Regions from separate parts of the Mus musculus genome. Here region 1 is linked to region 2. The links are chromatin contacts, called in public HiChIP or PLAC-seq maps. All regions are on one chromosome and are shown on one strand. Each heading gives the region's core, a stretch centred on a gene start, on an enhancer-like site or on the middle of the called end of the contact. The rest is flanking DNA. Distances are from core to core; before and after follow the strand shown. Region 1 has its middle 71 kb from the start of Gm14707. Region 2 holds the start of 4933407K13Rik (RIKEN cDNA 4933407K13 gene).

Region 1 (4,693 bases), core at 693-3,192, 410 kb after region 2:
TCACTTACTCCCTTCTCACCACTGTGCAGATCCTCCTGTTCCTGCAGCCTATTTTCCTTGTTAAACATTTTATGCCATATTCACAATCATACTCTCACAGACAGACTCACCCAGACACAAACACACCCAGATACACCGTAGCACACACACACACAGAACACAGACACACACAGAAACACACACACACAGGATAAATGAATATAATAAAACATTAAAAGTAATAACATCAACTACTATTATTGCCACTTTCTCAAAAGCATTATAGCCAACATTTCTCCTATGTCCTATGGCAAAGTGATTGGGACTCTAGCACTTACTAGCTATTTGGTCTTGAGTATGATATTTACCTTCTGCTAGCCTAATTTCCCCATTTATAAAATAGGGGGTAATAATTTTATACATTGCAGAGAATTGTTTTCAAGATTAATTATCTATCTGATAACTAGGTACCATAGCTATGCCTAGAGTCCAGCACTTAGAGGGACTGACCAGCCTGGGAAACTTAGTAAGACTCTGTCTTGTGATTAAATGTAAAGTAGGGCTTGATAATATAGATCAGTGAGAGAACACTTGCTTAGTAAGGGCAAATGTCCTGGGTCCAATTCCTACTTCCTGAGAAACTGTGAGAAACTCAATAAAGTTATTAGTGCAGTGACTAGTTGCTGGTAAATGTTAAATATATGTTAACTAATAATAAAACACACCAAGACCCCTGCAACTCCAGAAGCACCATTGGTGGTGTTTGTTAGTTTGGTCTTCTGTTGCTGTGGCTGCTGATAATGACTCCATTTTAATGTCATATCATATTTGAAAGAGCCATCCTGTTTTTATATTCACTAGTAAAAGTGCAGGCTGAAAAGTCATTATCTTTTTACATCAAAGTACCTCAGAAGCAGAGAAAGTATCCTCATTAGCACTGTACTCAGTCAAAAGCAAATTTTACTGAAAAAGGCAAGAAATGGAAAAGGGAGCTCTCCTCTGCTTAACTCTTTGATGCTTAAAGGATCTCAGCAGTTATTTGGGTCAGTTAACTGGGAAGGAAACTCTTGGGAAGCAAAACCATAGTAAAGTAGCAGCTAGCAGCTAGCAGACACTTTATTGGTAATGAAAATATGTGGTCATTTGTCATGCACTTTGCCCACTTCATATTTCTCTGTTTTGGTTTGACTTTAATCAATCCATTCTTCTTATCATGGGGGTTTCTCATCATGTAATTTAGACTTGCTTGAGCTTGTAATCCTCCTGCTTCAGCCTTTTGAGTTGCTGGATTACAGGCTCATAGCTTCACACCCAAGTCACAATTATTCTTTATTCCTAATACAATGAAGTTTTCAGGTGAAAGGAATTGCAAGAAAAAGAGTACCCAGCATTGTCACCTGTTTAAGACAGGGTGCTCTGGCAGGCCTATAGTATCAGCTACTCAAAAAGCTGTGAAAGAAAAATTGTTTGACCCATGAATCTCCAGACAGCCCAGATAATATATGGAGAATTTATGTGAAAACCAAACTGCCGCAGACCCTTTTGGTCCCTTGTCTGTGTAGAATGGGTCTCTGGTTACAGGTGGACAAGGAGTCAGCGAATGAATGACAGACAGATGCGACACAAGAGATTGTGTAGAATCTGAATGTAATTTGTCAAGTCGAGCATCGAACTTTTTATACAGAAGAATAACAAGAAACCAGGCGAGATACATCTGCCAAGTTACAGTGACACAAAACATTAGGAATGTATACATCAGAAGAAGGTGGGGACCAGGCAGCTGCCACTAAGAATGGTGCCAGGTGTAATGCTAGTCTATTGTTAAGCCCACCACCAGGGGTTCTTAGTAAATGCCAGATTATGCTGTTTCTTTGGGCCTAGTGAAGAAACCTGTCTCGGGGAGATTCCCTAACTCTTTCATGGTAAACCCACATATTCACTAGGCCATTGTGAATTCCCTTGTCTGGGTAAGACTGGCTATTGTCTCAAGTAAACACTCTGCAGGCCAGCAGCCCCTAGCTAGTCTAGCTCTGTTCTTTGTAATGCCTAATTAGTTTCCCCCTCTCTACTAGAAGTAAATTTGAATGTTACTGAATAGATGATCTTCTTACCGAATTCCTACTGAATTCCAAGTTTGTTGGCTTCAAGGATTTTCTGACATTGGAACACTGGGGGAGGCTTAGCTATGTCAAAATTCGATCTTTAAAGGCACTTATAATAAAATAATACTAAAAGAGAGCACGTGGATCCATACACCAGACTAATGCGGAGAAAGGGTATGAGTATATGGGATATGAGAATGCCTGGTTCCAGGAGGTTAAGTTTCCGTGAAACTCTTTGCCTCGTGAGTGCTTTCAGGCTTCTTGGCCTGTCAAGCAAACTACACTGGAGTGTGGGTAGCACCAAACCAAATCAAACACTCTTACCTGTTTCCAGCATCAAGAGTAGTCTCGTCTTTCTAGATGGTATTTTGACCCTGTTGAAAAGAGAAGCCAGTCCATGGAACACCTATGTATTCTCCTAGGAAACAGACTCAGGAAGATGGGAAGCTGCAGGCTACTCGTGGTTCTGTACCAGGTTCCTGGCTAGCCTGTACTACCAAGTGAGTCCCCATCTCACGTTGGAGGAGGAAGAAGAGGAGAAGTAGAAGAAAGGGAGTAAGAAATGACATGGACTTGCCACACCGAGCAGTTGCACTGGCTCTCATACTCCAGCCTGTTTGTCAGCTGAGAAACAACATGGTATAGAAATAAGCACTATTCCTGCCTTCCCTGTACTTGTTCTGCAAACATGTAGAAGAGCCCAGGGCAGCACTGCTCTTCCTTCATCCTGGGGCCTTGAGAGAAGCTAGATCCTAGTCCATAGAATTTTTGAGAAGTGACTACGTTGCTGTAGAACTTGTCGCCATAATATATCCATCTTGCTGTCTTCATTACATTTCTATTGCTGTGAAGAGACCCCCATGACAAAAGCAACTTATAAAAGAGATCATTTAAAGTTGAGACTTGGGCTGGAGAGATGGCTCAGCGGTTAAGAGCACTGACTGCCCTTCCGAAGGTCCTGAGTTCAAATCCCAGCAACCACATGATGGCTCACAACCATCCATAATGAGATCTGATGCCCTCTTCTGTGGTGTCTGAAGACAGCTACAGTGCACTTACATATAATAAATAAATAAAATCTTAAAAAAAATAAAGTTGAGACTCACAATTTCAGAGGGTAGTAAAGTCTGTGACCCTCAGGGCCAGGAGCATAGAGGTACCATGCATATGTTGTGTTGTAGAAGTAGCTGAGGAAGAACAAACGATCTGATGGGAAAATGCCCTGGCCTTTTGAAATCTCAAAGCCCACTCGTAGTAGACACACATCCTCTGACAAGGCCACATACCTCTAATCCTTCCCAACTAGCCCACAAAATCCAGAGCAAACATTCAAATCTATGACCCTTCTGAGGCCATTCTCATTCAAACCACCACACTGACCTTTATAGCATATTTCTACCCTTATACTTGTCAAGGGACTCCTTTGCCCGTGTCAGTGTAAATGTAAAGTCCACATTGATGCAATTCTTTTTTGCTAATTACGTTTAGAGTGGTTTTGAAGCTGCTTTCTTGCTGGAAATATAGCTCAGTTGTAGAAGGCTGCCTAGTACAAGACCATGTAGTGGCAGGTGAGTGTTAGTAATGTCCCACACCCACCCCTAGCCAAAAACAAACAAACAAACCCATAAACAAAGAAAAAAACTAGACAAGAGTCTATCTGATTCAACCCATAGCAGGGTCTTTAATCTATTCAAGCTAGTCTGGGCCTCTAAATTCACCACCAACATGCAGGATGGTTTTTGATGGAGAAATGAGCCCTGAATATCTATTGGGGAAAGACTTTATAGTAAGCAGCAAACAAAGACAGTGCTCGGGGTGAGTGAGTAAGCATCTAATCGGAAAGTTACTATGGCCTTTAACATAATTGGCTGGTGCTAGAAATCAATTGGTAAACTTAGTTCCTATTTCCCTCTCCATTGGTGGTCATTAGGCAGGGGTGTGTTTGTAACCTGGGGGTGCAAATGTGTTGGGGTAATAACCTACAGACACTGGTCTTTTTGGGGGGTGTAATCTGAAGATGCAGGTCTTTTGGGGGGTAAGCCTAGAGACTGGAGACTCGGGTTTTGTTGGAGGATAACTTGGAAATTAATGCACCAGCCTGTTAGTTTGCCTGAGTTCAAGTTCTCTAAAATGAAGTCTGAATGTAAAAGATTTGACCTCTCAACCCTTTTAACTCACTTGTTCTCACTTCTCTCATCTCAGCATTTTTGTCATTTCTGAGAGCACAGGTACAGTTAAATCCCTTTGGTAGCCTTGTCTTCCTTCCTGCAGACACTAATTAGATAATTGCTCTTTTATTCATTTTTAAGAGGAAAACATGCATTTGTGCCAGAGTAATTTTTTGCTATTACTACTTAGAATGGCAGAATACTATTAAGCCTTCTTGTTTGCGGTGGAGGAGGTTAGATTTGGAACATTTTAATAGTTAAGAAGCATCCAGCAATATGTGCATGGTCACTGTAAACAGTAGGCCATTAGAATGTTTTTCTTCATTGTCATTTACTGAATACAACAGAATATGGACTAGAGTAATCTGGAAGAAATGTGTCTATGAGTCCATTTCTGATGTGCCAGGAAGTGTCCATGAACTCCAAAAGACCACCAAGGAGTTG
Region 2 (4,519 bases), core at 1,334-3,833:
TGGTACCCTGGCAGCCTGGGCTGTTTTGGACACCCTTGGAAATAGAGCATCCCTTGGCAGTTTGTGTTTCTCCTCAGTTTCACTGGAATCCAGGAAACTTCCTAGGCTCCTGGCCCACTTGGTGCTCACAATGAGGTTGCTTGTATTGGATCATGGTGAATCCTCCTGGACCACTGAAGTGTTCTGGGGATGTGGGTGTTTTCTTGAGCAGCCTGGGACCCTGCTGCTCAGCTCAAGGTTAGAGCCTTTTTTCAAAAGAAGGGAAGTGAAACCCAAGATAATAGGAGACATAGGAAGGGGATGGGGTGTGGTTGGGTTCAGCAGGTCTGGAGTTAATTTTTTTTAAACATATTTGGATTTTGTATTCCTGCAATATTTCATTTCTCTAAGGAACATAACCACATACTCCTTTCAACCACAGATTGTTGAGACAGGTTGCATTCGTTTTTACTGTTTTCCGTGTATATAATAATGTTTATTGCGGTATGGCATCCTATTATCCTAGAGGTTTCTAAGTAGATAAAGTTTGTTAGCTCCGTGAGCATGACATCTTTAGCTCAGCTCCCTGGAAATCCTGGACATACACCCAGGGCCTGTTGTGGATGTGTTATCCCTATCTTTGTATAGGCAGATACAAAGCAAAGAGAACACAATAAACTCATAATGTAGTCTAGTTACCCTGGCGTGGACAGTACAGTGGCAGAGAGACACCATATTCAAAGAAGATTAAAATGTTGTCTTCTGATGAACATGTACACTGTCCTTTACATAGTAAACTCACGAATGCTTCATACACACACACACACCAACATACACATACTCACAAGGTTAAAACATAAACACATTATAAAAAGAGTTCTACAGTGCTGGATGTGTTAACATAGACCCGTAATCTCAGTATCTTGTAGATGAAGGATGCAGGGTATTGGGTGTAAGACACTTACTTTGGGAAAACAACAACAAAAACCTAAAGAGTTAGCAAGGTCCTAAAGCTTCATGGGAATGAAATCCACCACACATAGCAATGGCTATGCAAAATCCATGGCTTTATGTCTGGTTCACTGAATACACCTTTATAAACTGTGTCAGTATGAGAAACAAATAAATGGAGAGGGAACACGTTTTGGTTTTTTTTTTTTGGGTACCAGGTCATTTCTTTAGCGTTCTAGACTCTAGAGGAAGCTTACATTTTCCTACATATGATTTAAAACTCAGCAAAAAAAGTACTGTATTTGAATATAGTAGTTATTGTGGTAAATAGGAACTATATCTATCACTTCATTACTTCTCCTTTGGTATGAATAACAAGAAATACAAGTATCTTGTATACACTTTCACACAAATGCAGACATTCCTATAAATACATAGCATCTGACCTACTTTTAAAATAGGACTTGCTCGACTTAGGCACATTGTGTATTATTATAGACCTTAGTATCTCAAATCATTTCTTTTTTTTTTAATTTCCAAGTTTAATTATTCCTTTACTATTACAAGGAGCATACAATTCTGCAGCAGAGTGGCTTTCCGTGTATGTGCAAGGCTTCGGTATCTACAATCAGTGCTGCAATAATCAGCAGAACCATAATTTCCTACCTGCCCAGGTCCACAAGTCTAGAGTCTAGAGCAATGAAGATGTACATGGGCACCAGGCAGTGGCGGCCCACGCCTTTAGTTCCAGCACTTGGGAGGCAGAGTGCAGTGGCATCTCCATGCGTTTGAGTCCAGCTTGGTCTACAGAGTGCGTTCCAGGACAGCCAGAACTACACACAGAGACCACCATGCCTCGGGGAAAAAAAAAAAAAAAACAAAAACAAAACTAGAAAAAGAAAACGAAAAACAGAAAGAATGGCCCTGATTATTTTGTGAGAACTTGCCAATGCACACTCACAAATGCAGAGGGTTTTGCTGCTTCTGTTTGTAGGGTCCGTCTGTCTGTCTACTTGTCTGTCTGTTTAAAACATCCCTAATAGTAAAAGTTCTTAGTGGTTAAGTTTGGGGAGTCGAAGCAGCCACCCACAGGGCAGCCCATGCTTTAACAATTATACAGTTCAAACCACCCCAGTACCTGCACCTCCCTAGCGGTGGGTTAGGGTGAAGGTCCCTGAAACCTCTCAGCTTTCTCAGCATTCTGTTCTAGGGAACTGCTTCCGAGTCCCCCATGAGGCTCTTCCACCAAGGCTCTCCAGATGCTGCCCAGAGCACAAAACTCACTATCCCTAAACTCACCAACAAGGCCAAGTCACGTGGTGTTCCCTCCTCTGCCCAGAGGGATCCCTGCGCGCTCTAAAGCCCAAGGCTCCCAGCTCAGGGTTACACACTCAGAGGGGAGAGGAGATGCACAAAGACCGCTCTATCCACCAACTCCTTCCGCATCTCAGAAGGAGTCAGAGAGTAGGGATAAACTTACTTGGTCCAGGCCAGGCTGTCCTGTGATCGAATCTCCGACCTTTGGAGGGCTTCAATGGACAGCAGCATTGTCTCTGCGCCATCTCCCTGACTCTGCATTCTTAGTTGGGAGCGAAGCAGAAAAGGGAGAAAAGCTATCCTTTCTTACTGAGTGCTCGCTCCGCCCTGCGGATATGAGACTACGTAGATCCGCCCCGGTGTCTCAAAGAGGAGGAGCAATGGGTCTGGGAAAGCGGCAGGGATCTGGGAACAGCTCTTTTATCTAGTCGCTGCGATGCTGTTTGGATCCATTAAGTACTGAAGGAATCGTATGACCGGAAAAAAAAGCCATCCAAGATTCTCAAAAGTATTTACAGAAAAAAATCAGCTTAAATATGGTTTAATAAGCATTAGAGTTCTGTGCCACCAGGCCATTGTGGATGTTTTGCCTGCATGTCTGTGTACCACATGTATTCCTAGTGCCTGAAATGTCCAGAATAGGATCGGAGAGGGAAGGCACTAAACCTTTTGGAACTGGAGTTGTAGAAACAGATGGACGTGAGCTGCTATGTAAATGCTGGGAATTGTATCTGGGCCCTCTGGAAGAGCAGTGGGACCTCTTAACTGCTGAATCGTTTCTCCAGCCCAGTACTAGGGTCATATCCCCAAGCTCTAGCAGGCAACCAGACTGATGGCAATACCCCTGAATTGTTTGGGGAAATCTCTTGGACCATAAAACTACAAAACTCACAGGGAAGTTTCAGACACTTGGCACCGGATTTTTTTTTTTAAATTTATTAGTAAGACAGGGTTTCTCTGTGCTACTTTGGCTATCCTCAAACTCCCTCTGTAGACTAGAAGGCCTTGAGCTAACATAGATCCCACATGAATTTGCATCCTGAGGCCCAAGATTAAAAAGTGTGTCACCACCTGTGGATATAGGTAGGTAGATGGTTGGATGGATGGATGGATAGATTGATTGATTTAAGAAAGCTTATAAATAATAGGTGTGATTATGGCTTTTTCAAACATCCATCTTATTATTTATCCCTTTTGGTTATCCTGACCTACACTTTACCCTCCCATAACCCTCCCCACCTAAGTACTTAAGTCTACCCTCCCATTTCCCTCCTGTTTTCATAGCATCACATTCTACTTTGCAGCCAAGAAAATCAAAACAGATAGTGTGTGTGTGTGTGTGTGTGTGTGTGTGTGTGTGTGCGTGCACTGTTCTTGTTACATTTTTTAAATTATCAGACAAAATAATGGCCTCCATCTCAACACTTTCATAAGGTGTGTGCCATTTACTTCATTCATCCCTTTCCCACACCCCTGACACCACTTTTTTATTAGATATTTTCTTTATTCACATTTCAAATGCTATCCTGAAAGTTCCCTATACCCTCCCCCGCCCGCCCTGCTACCCTACCCACCCACTCCTACTTCTTGGCCCTGGCATTCCCCTGTACTGAGTCATATAAAGTTTGCAAGACCAAGGGACCTCTCTTCCCAATGATGGCCAACTAGGCCATTTTCTGCTTCATATGCATCTAGAGACACGAGCTCTGGGGGGATAGTGGTTAGTTCATATTGTTGTTCCACCTATAGGGTTGCAGACCCCTTCAGCTCCTTGGGTACTTTCTCTAGCTCCTCCATTGGGGGCCCTGTGTTCCATCCAATAGATGACTGTGAGCATCCACTTCTATATTTGCCAGGCACTGGCATAGCCTCACCCGAGACAGCTATATCAGGGTCCTTTCAGCAAATTCTTGCTGGCATATGCAATAGTGTCTGGGTTTGGTGGCTGATTATGGGTTGGATCCCTGAGTGGAGTAGTCTCTGGATGGTCCATCCCTTCGTCTTAGCTCCAAACTTTGTCTCTGTAACTCCTTCCATGGGTGTTTTGTTCCCTATTCTAAGAAAGAATGAAGTATCCACACTTTGGTCTTCATTCTTCTTGATTTCTGTATCCATTCCTCTGTTGAGGGGCATCTGGGTTCTTTCCAGTTTCTGGCTATTATAAATAAGGCTGCTATGAACATAGTGGAGCATGTGTCCTTCTTACCGGTTGGGACGTCTTCTGGATATATGACCAGAAGAGGTATTGCTGGATATTCCGGTAGTACTATGT

Evidence for each region. HiChIP or PLAC-seq counts read pairs in DNA pulled down with a chosen protein or histone mark.
Region 1: an H3K27ac HiChIP or PLAC-seq map of stem cell-derived epiblast-like cells shows a contact between it and region 2, with 7 times the contacts expected there. The contact joins the enhancer-like site here to the promoter of 4933407K13Rik in region 2. A contact is called at or near these places in 9 of 115 datasets of contacts at active chromatin or transcription factors (the NIH/3T3 cell line, embryonic stem cells, neural progenitor cells and 1 more) and 1 of 9 other capture datasets (embryonic stem cells).

The regions. Positions count from the first base shown.
Region 1 is chrX:76,173,084-76,177,776 of GRCm38.p6, forward strand. It overlaps the pseudogene Gm14710. Among named protein-coding and RNA genes, the nearest start is that of Gm14707, 71 kb to the right of the region's middle. Within about 2 kb of position 1,943, at least 1 of the 459 cell types and tissues checked has an H3K27ac peak or open chromatin away from gene starts, as enhancers often do. A contact at or near this core is called in stem cell-derived epiblast-like cells, where this site is marked.
Region 2 is chrX:75,762,116-75,766,634 of GRCm38.p6, forward strand. It overlaps 4933407K13Rik (RIKEN cDNA 4933407K13 gene), which reads right to left and starts at 2,584. Exons shown (of 9, transcript NR_029443.1): 1 at 2,411-2,584.